Linked DNA regions of Zea mays: regions 2 and 3 are each linked to region 1. Evidence: chromatin contacts called from public Hi-C data. All regions are on one chromosome and are shown on one strand. The core of a region is the stretch at or near the end of the contact, and the rest is flanking DNA. Distances in the headings are between cores, read along the strand shown. Region 1 holds the start of LOC100274308 (putative RING zinc finger domain superfamily protein). Region 2 holds the start of LOC542703 (calcium-dependent protein kinase 24). Region 3 holds the start of LOC100280270 (Alkaline/neutral invertase CINV2).

What was found. Hi-C and Micro-C count contacts between places; a contact is called where the count stands out from the background.
Region 2: a contact with region 1 is called in a Hi-C map of leaf, with 2.8 times the contacts expected there. The contact joins the promoter of LOC542703 here to the promoter of LOC100274308 in region 1. A contact is called at or near these places in 7 of 25 Hi-C or Micro-C datasets (ear, endosperm, leaf and 2 more).
Region 3: a Hi-C map of ear shows a contact between it and region 1, with 2.7 times the contacts expected there. The contact joins the promoter of LOC100280270 here to the promoter of LOC100274308 in region 1. A contact is called at or near these places in 3 of 25 Hi-C or Micro-C datasets (ear, leaf and tassel).

Annotation. Positions count from the first base shown.
Region 1 is chr4:211,126,519-211,129,217 of Zm-B73-REFERENCE-NAM-5.0, reverse strand. It overlaps LOC100274308 (putative RING zinc finger domain superfamily protein), which reads right to left and starts at 1,350. Exons shown (of 15, transcript NM_001148671.2): 1 at 1,208-1,350; 2 at 949-1,105; 3 at 1-76. The coding sequence starts at 1,292.
Region 2 is chr4:210,945,663-210,948,361 of Zm-B73-REFERENCE-NAM-5.0, reverse strand. It overlaps LOC542703 (calcium-dependent protein kinase 24), which reads left to right and starts at 1,380. Exons shown (of 8, transcript XM_008681406.4): 1 at 1,380-2,181; 2 at 2,279-2,699. The coding sequence starts at 2,345.
Region 3 is chr4:210,994,351-210,997,049 of Zm-B73-REFERENCE-NAM-5.0, reverse strand. It overlaps LOC100280270 (Alkaline/neutral invertase CINV2), which reads left to right and starts at 1,379. Exons shown (of 5, transcript NM_001153198.1): 1 at 1,379-1,475; 2 at 1,614-2,007. The coding sequence starts at 1,642.

The DNA of each region.
Region 1 (2,699 bases), core at 101-2,600:
GACAATCTCACTGCCTGGTTTGATGTCTACGCATTCTTGTTCGACAATTCTTCCATCAACAATAATTGCATCCGAGCTTTATCAATGGAACAGGGAAGACATGAGAAGCATGTATCATCAGCAAGAATTCAACAAAACAAATAGTACAAAAAAATATCTCACAACAAAAATTGGGAGGCAAACAAAGGTGGGAAAAGTTAATTTTGTGAACCAACACATAAAGATAAAACAATTTTCATTTTTTGCAAGACATAGTCAATCAAATAGCTTAAAGAGAGTGCCAAGAATTAAGAGTCTGGGATTTGCCTACATCCCATTTGTGTTTGCAACATGCATTTCAAATTTTCCATTCTTGATTTTGCACAATCAGACACACCAAATGTATAGACAAACTGTTACAAATTGGCATCAACGTTTTATATGAAATGTAGCCAAATCCCACCACAGAAAAACTGAAGCTTGCCTGACTTCTCTTGCTAAATAAAGAGCATTCTCAAGAACTGAGTTTAGACTACAATACTACTACAACAATCTAGGAAGACAGAATCTGGAATAGATCGAGGATACTAAAAGTTGTGGATACCACTAATAAGTCGGCAAAAATGGAACAGACAACAATTTAGCCTTGCTATCACTACCATTGTACTTGTACCTCTTTCAAGGGACCTAAACCGGAGAACACTGGGGTATACAGGCAGGCACTAAAGGTAACGCGTCCATTCCAACATTTGAGCCGTGAGTACCAATTAAAAGAGGTGATGAACAGAGCTCACACAAAGTCCCCGTCAGTTTTCTCAAAATAGACGTCGCCCTTTTCGGACATTTTGTCACTCCCGGAGGAGACGCACTGTTAAAAAGTCTTACACGGCACGCCACCACAGTCAAAGGATCCACAGGAACACGAAAAAAGGCATGGACCCAAGTCCCCAAAGGCGCAGGATAGAGCACCTAAGGTTCCGAATAGTGGCGGACGACGCGTCCCCGGCATTCCGCCTGATCTCGCACCACGCGACCTCCTCCCCGCCGCAGGGCGGCGCAACGAGGGAGCAGACCACGGAGTCGTCTTCGGCCACCTCCACCGTCGGGCACGCGGAATCGGCGGGCACTGCCAATGAATGGGACAACCAAACAAGAGAAGAGAATCAAGAAGCCGTGCAGATGAAGGAACCCGTGGAGAACCGAGAAGGGGTGGGGGCAGCTGCCCTACCCAGCCTAGCCCATACGGTGGGGGAGGACGGGGAGGCGGCAGAGGGCTGAGGGGGTTTGGAGGTGGAGCACTCGCCGGCGTCCATGGTGCAGGGAGGCGAGGAGCGGCGTGCGTGCACGGTGTACGGCACACGGCTGCGTAGGGGGCAAGAAGGGGGCCTCTACTTCCTTCTGGGTTTTTGCGGTTTTGTTGCAGCGCCGTGGCCCGTGGGGCCCGCTTGGGACGTCGTGGTTCCCAACCATTTCCATGGGCCCGTGAGTGAATGGATAGGCCGACCGTTGTAATGGTCTGGGCCGGAAAAGTGACTACGGATGTTAATGGGCTGCTGAGCTTTTGAAGTTTGTCCCATTTAGCAGTAAGCTCGGTCCATGATGAAAAACGGACACACCGGCGATCGCGGGCGGCCGAAAATTAGTGCGCTATTTGCAAACGACATAGTTAATATGTACTAACTATTAAGACTGTAATGTAGATTGCCCTCGCCAAACAACTGCCCGCCCGATCCCGCCGCGACCCCCGCCCTCCGCCAACCGCCTGCTGCGACCCTCGCCCGTCGCCAACCGCACGCCGCCAGCCGCAAGGCGCGAACGCCCGACCGCCGCGACCGCTCCGCAAACGCCGCAAACAGCCATAACCGCGCTGGAGGCGAATCGAAAACCCCAAGAGACGGCGAAAGCGAGCGCGGGTAGCAACTGACCATAACCGCGCAGTGGCCCCAGCCGGAGTCGGGGGTTGGCGCGGCGGCAGGGCGGAGACATCAGGAGGCGGAGCGGTGGAGGACGCCGCTAGCCATGTGAGCACGGGGCAGGGCGTCGTGGTGTCCGGGCCTGGGGCATTCGAGGAAGGGGAGCTTGGTGCGGCAATGGTGCGTTCCAGGTTCTCGATCCAGTTGGAGGTTGAATTGGAGCAAAGGGTACACAGCTACGTATTAGCTCACAGACTAGCGCTATTTGGTTAAGCACCTGATCGCCCAGTGCCTGATATGTTTGTTCATAAATAGCCAGTAGCCGTCACCTGCAAGTACAGTACGGAAGTGCCAACCTGAACTTTACTTGAGCTTGATAAAAGCAAAACGCGCGGTTCCACTACCAAACTATGATGTGCATCTAGAGTTTAATCAGCTCTGCTCTACGTTTTTTTAGCTATGCTCTATGTTTTTTAGCCATACTTTTCAGCTCTGCTCTACGTTTTTTTAGCCAGATAGATATAGTTGCACAAACTCTGCTTCAGGAAAAAAAGGTAAAGTTGTAAGATCATCTAAAGGGTGCTCCAAAAACTCTAGGTTTTTATAAAACTGCTCAGCCGATGGAGTTTGTAGATCAAAGTTCATAAAGCAGTTCCAAACAGGCGTAAGGCTGCAGTTAATACTTGTTGCGCCGGTGGACCACCACGCACAATGAAAACATGCTTAGAATAAACATTACTCCTGCTTAGCATAAGTAGACTGAAAAGCCAAGGATCCACCTGATAAAAGCTCAGATATAACGAATAC
Region 2 (2,699 bases), core at 131-2,630, 180 kb after region 1:
GTGGCGCACTGGACAGTCCGGTGCACCACCGGACATGAACAGTAGCTGTCCGGTGCCCGATCTCCTTCCATATTGGACGCACCCGACTGTTGGACCTTTGGTCCCGTTGGCGCACCGGATGTCCGGTGTGACCAACTGACCGTTGGCGCGGGCCACGCGTCGCCCGCTGATTTCGCTGCCGACCGTTGGCACGGGCGCCTTTGGCACATCGGACAGTCCGGTGCACACCGGACAGTCCGGTGAATTTTAGCCGCAGCGCCACTGTCTTTTTCTCGAGAGCGACGAGTTCGTCGCCGAGCCAGCCTAGGCACCGGACACTGTCCGGTGCACCACAGGCTGGTGCTAGTTTGGCTAAACTCAGCCAAATCTTCTCCAACTCAATTTCTTTTGATTTGACAAGATTCCTGGCACTTAGATAAATATGTTAGTAGCCAAAAACAATTTACTAAGGCTGAAGACATACCTTGTTCTTTGATTTGCATCTTAGTACTTATGAACCAACGTATTTTGTGTTGGATATCTAATCACCAAAACATTTTTAGAAATGGCCCAAGGGCACATTTCCCCTTCAATTTGTTTGATCACCGAGCTTGGGAGCTTGAGAGTGCATATATAGAAAGTAGGTAACGACGAGAACACTAAAAAATGACCATTTGTAATCTCCTAGCTTGTGATAGGAACACTAAGATTGATGATATGTGTCGTCAATCTTTTGTATCAATGAAAGGAAAGCTTTTAGGATTAATTTAACTAAACTCATGGGCAGCCCAAGATATATGATGGGGAAAGTTCCAATCTGGCAGTTGAAGGTTTTTTTTACAACAGTTCCATTTTCTGATTAGACACATTTACCAGGTAGATATTCGACTTGTGTTAATTGGAGTAGAGACCCATATAATCTACAAAAAATAGTTTAAAATAGCCTTGAGGACAAACAATTGTTTTGGGCATGCTTCCATAATATGGATGTCGTCGTCCGCATATTGAATAATTGAGAAGTTATGTCCACATCTTTGCTATACAAGTAGTCTAAGAAGGCTAAGGTCTTTTGCTTTGTTTATTATTGATTGTAACAAGTCAGTTGCTAGGATGAATAGAAGTGGTGAGAATGTTTATGATGACCACGTGTTTAAGTTTGTCAAACGCTTTTTCAAAGTCCAAATTTTAGGATGATCATTTCTTTTTTGGACTGTTTGCATAAATGTATGTATCCAAAAGAGCAAGCCACTCAATCCATAACGATTTATGTGAATGAGCTCACCCTCTACAGTTGGCCAACAGTTTGGTTAGAAGTTTCACGAGCGAATTCAAGAGTGAGATTATAATCACTACCTCAATAACAATAAAGGTGTCTTATTTCATAGGACAATGTGGGACCCATTTATGCTTTGCAAATCATACTGTTTCCAATAATTATAGTTGGTCACTATACACGGTTTTTAGCAGACATGGACTCTTGCGTATTTTCCAATTTACAAAAGGAAAAATATTAAAAAATAGTAATAAAAAAGGGAAAAAAAACAATGGAGACATCGTCGTCGTCTCCTTCCTCCCTCCTTCCTGGTCGCCCATGGATTATTCCATAGATACGACCTAGCTGCGCTGCTACAGCCCCCGCATTTCCCTTCCCCCAATCCTCTCCTCCACGAACACGCCCTCCCTTTTGCCCGTTCCCAGCCTCGAACGGCAAATCAAAAGGCAGATATATGAGCTCTTGGTCATCGTCTCCACGCCCCATTGGTAGCCGCCTCTGAAATTCCTATAAAAAAAGATATATGGGTGGAGCCATCACCCACGCCGCCAAGATCCTGTCTTCTTGCGCGGCCAGCTCGTAGCTCCACGCCGGATAGATAGAAGAGGCCAACCTTTCCTCCCCGCTTGCTCCCCTTTTCTTTCGGCAGGATTGCACATCTTCCCCCACGTGACACCTGAGAAAGTGAGAGCACAGATTTCTTCTTCCCCTTGCTGCTGCCGTTTCTCGTTTCCGTTCCTCTCTGCTCGTGGGTTTGTCATAGATAAACCTCGCATAAAGCTTCGTTCCCTCGGCTCTTGGTCCCAATCGGCAGGGCTCCTCCGCTTACCCGCTCCAATTTCTCCCCCCCCCCCCCCCCCCCCCCCCCCTGTTCTTCTGTCTCCAACCCGCGGGAATCCTTGAGGAGTTGCAGGAATTTGTAGCGAGAGGTGATTTTCTTTTTTTCCTTTTGACCGGTTCTTGATCGCCGTATCCCCAAATTTCTCACCTTTTCTCCGGGTTTTCCGGTTTTTTGTCCAAGAACAGGCTCCTTTCCTGCTGCGGAGGCCGTCGTACGGTTCTTGATCCGGGGAGCACACCTGGGGCGCGCCAATGCAGCCGGACCCGAGCGGGAACACCAATGCGAAGGCGAAGCTGCCGTTGATGGCTCCGGCGCCGTCGTCGGGGCGCCCGGCGTCCGTGCTGCCGTACAAGACGGCGAACGTGCGGGACCACTATCGCATCGGCAAGAAGCTGGGGCAGGGGCAGTTCGGCACCACGTACCACTGTGTGGGCAAGGCCGACGGCGCCGAGTACGCGTGCAAGTCCATTCCCAAGCGCAAGCTGCTGTGCCGGGAGGACTACGAGGACGTGTACCGCGAGATCCAGATCATGCACCACCTCTCCGAGCACCCCAACGTCGTCCGCATCCGCGGCGCCTATGAGGACGCGCTCTTCGTGCACATTG
Region 3 (2,699 bases), core at 130-2,629, 130 kb after region 1:
AGATTTTATACATAATATATTTATATTTACAGTTGGTCGTATGAGAAAGATATTTATGTACTAAATTTCTACTATAGGGGAACGAACTGAAGAGCGTGTTACAAGTTGCAGTAGATTAGTGATACATAAAATCAATTATCACTCCTCATTCTAAAAATTTGAGATAGACTTATGTAAACCTTAGAAAGTGGTGGAATGTTAAATTCTAAAGGAGATACAAATGGGCCCTCAGGGTTTGATTTGGTGACAAGAAGATCACGAGGATTGGAGGGGATTGAGAGGGATCCCTCCGTGATCTCTGGTCACCAAATCACCCATGTATGAAATTTGTTACTAGCTAGAGTGTTATGCTACAGAAAAAGAAGTGCTTCGTGCATGTCTATATTCATGACAAGAAACTTTGTAGGTTGAGTCATAGTGTTTTGGTATTCAATGGTAAGGCTGGTGTCAATGGAGGCTATAGGCGGGGCGAGATGGACTTGATGTCGCTCGGCCGCAGGCAGGAGCGCGGGGCGACATTGCTCACGCCCGACGAGAGCGGGTGACGCGCTGGAGCGCGTTCTCGGACGAGAGGAGGGCAAGAGGGAGACGAGACACGGTCGACACGCTGGCCCGGGAGAGACATCGGGCGAGAGCGACAATCTAGCCGTTTTATTGTTTGGAGTCTAAAAAATTCAAAAAACTGCAAAAAAATCATTTTTTTTATCTCTAATACTTCTATAAATTTTCATGTGCTTTTCTTTTAATTATTATACACTTTGTATTTTTAATTTAATAAAAAAATGCGTTGTTCGATTTCTGAGTGTTAAAATAAATGTGCGTGAATTACTTAATTCTAAAATAGAAAAAACTGATGTTGCTATAGATTGAGGCTATATCCTGCTACAGGCTGTGCACTAGAATCGAGGGTAGAGTCGAGAGCTGACATGACAAAGGAGAGAGAGATAGTGCACTGGAATTAGCTTAAAATGACTCCTACATATAAGTTTTTATAATTAAGGAGGAGGAGATATAAAAAAAGATTATACCATTTTGGAAAGTTCATCGACGTGCAACATTGGACATCACCGATTTGCTTGGCTTTAATTCATATCAATTTCTACTATTTCTATATTGATATTGTCTCTATAGATTACAACTATAGCAATCCAAACAACTTTATTCAGAAGCCAACAGCTCTGACCTCTGATCGCTGTTCATCCAAAAACAAAGCAAACTCACCCCTTTACGTTGTTCTATTCTATTTCTATAAAGTAGTACAAGAGATTTTGCTTTATCAACGGGCCACAATTTCTTTCCAAATTTTTCGGAGGCCTGTCCACCACCGAACCACCACCCCGCGCGCCGAGCTCACCCCGATCCAGATCCACCAGTCGTCCCTCCGGTCTGCGACGGGCGCCCTCCTCCTCGTCCTCACGCGCCTCCGGAAGCCAGTGCCTGCGCAGTGAAGCATCCATCTGCCTCTCCTCTCGTCGGTAAGGACGACGGACGGAGCTGCTTTTTCCTATTTCATTTTCCGATTTCGAGGAGGCGGCGGAATAAACCTGCTGTTTTATTCGTCTGCCACTCCCACGATGAGCATATCCCTGAAATCTAAAATCTCTCCGCATTAGGATCCGGGGCCGGCCAGGCGGCGGCAGCATGAAGCGGGTGTCGTCGCACGTCTCCCTCGCCTCCGAGGCGGAGATCAACCTCGATCTGTCGCGCCTCATCATCGACAAGCCCAGGTTCACGCTGGAGCGGAAGCGCTCCTTCGACGAGCAGTCGTGGAGCGAGCTCTCTCACCGCCAGAACGACGGCTTCGACAGCGTGCTGCAGTCGCCGGCATTCCCCTCTGGTGTCTTTGACTCGCCCTTCTCCGTGGGCACGCATTTCGGGGGGCCGCACCCGCTGGTCAATGAGGCCTGGGAGGCGCTCAGGAAATCGGTCGTCTACTTCCGGGAACAGCCCGTCGGTACTATTGCTGCCGTAGACCATGCGTCGGAGGAAGTGCTCAACTATGATCAGGTATGCCAATCGGGCTTCACTGAACATCAAAAGTCTGTGGAAACTGGAAACAGAGGAATCTTTTTTTTCTTTTCTTTTGTTTTGAGCATTATGATTACTGCCGTGTTATTTACATATTACAACAAATAGTAGCACATAATTTGTCTACTTGGCTAGTATTTGTTGTAATATGTAAGCTGGCAAGTATAGTGATTTCCATTGCTCTTAGGATCTTATCGAATGTACTAGAGCTAGTTGGCTAAAAAATTGCTAGTGGAATTAGCTGGCCAAGGCTGTCTTCGGTGGATCCTATAAAATAGGGGACGTGATACTGTAGGTGACACTGTTTGACATTGTTTGCAGAGTGAAGTTTGAAATAGAGGATGTGATAGGGGAGCTGCTAGAGACGGCCTAACAAATAACTAGCTAACCATTAGCTAATTTGCTAAAAATAGCTAATAGTTGAATTATTAGTTAGACTGTTTGGATGTCTTCAACTAATTTTCATAGCTAACTATTATCTCTAGACTTTTAGTGCATTCAAACATGACCTTACCTGTATAGGAACTGGACAATGGAAACCGGCAAGTATTAATCAGTTTCTAGTAACTTGTATAGAAACTGATTAATATGTATACAAATACTTGTATAGAAACTGATTAATGCTAGAACTGGAAACAAGTACAGACTGAGCAATGGAAACTGGCTCTTAC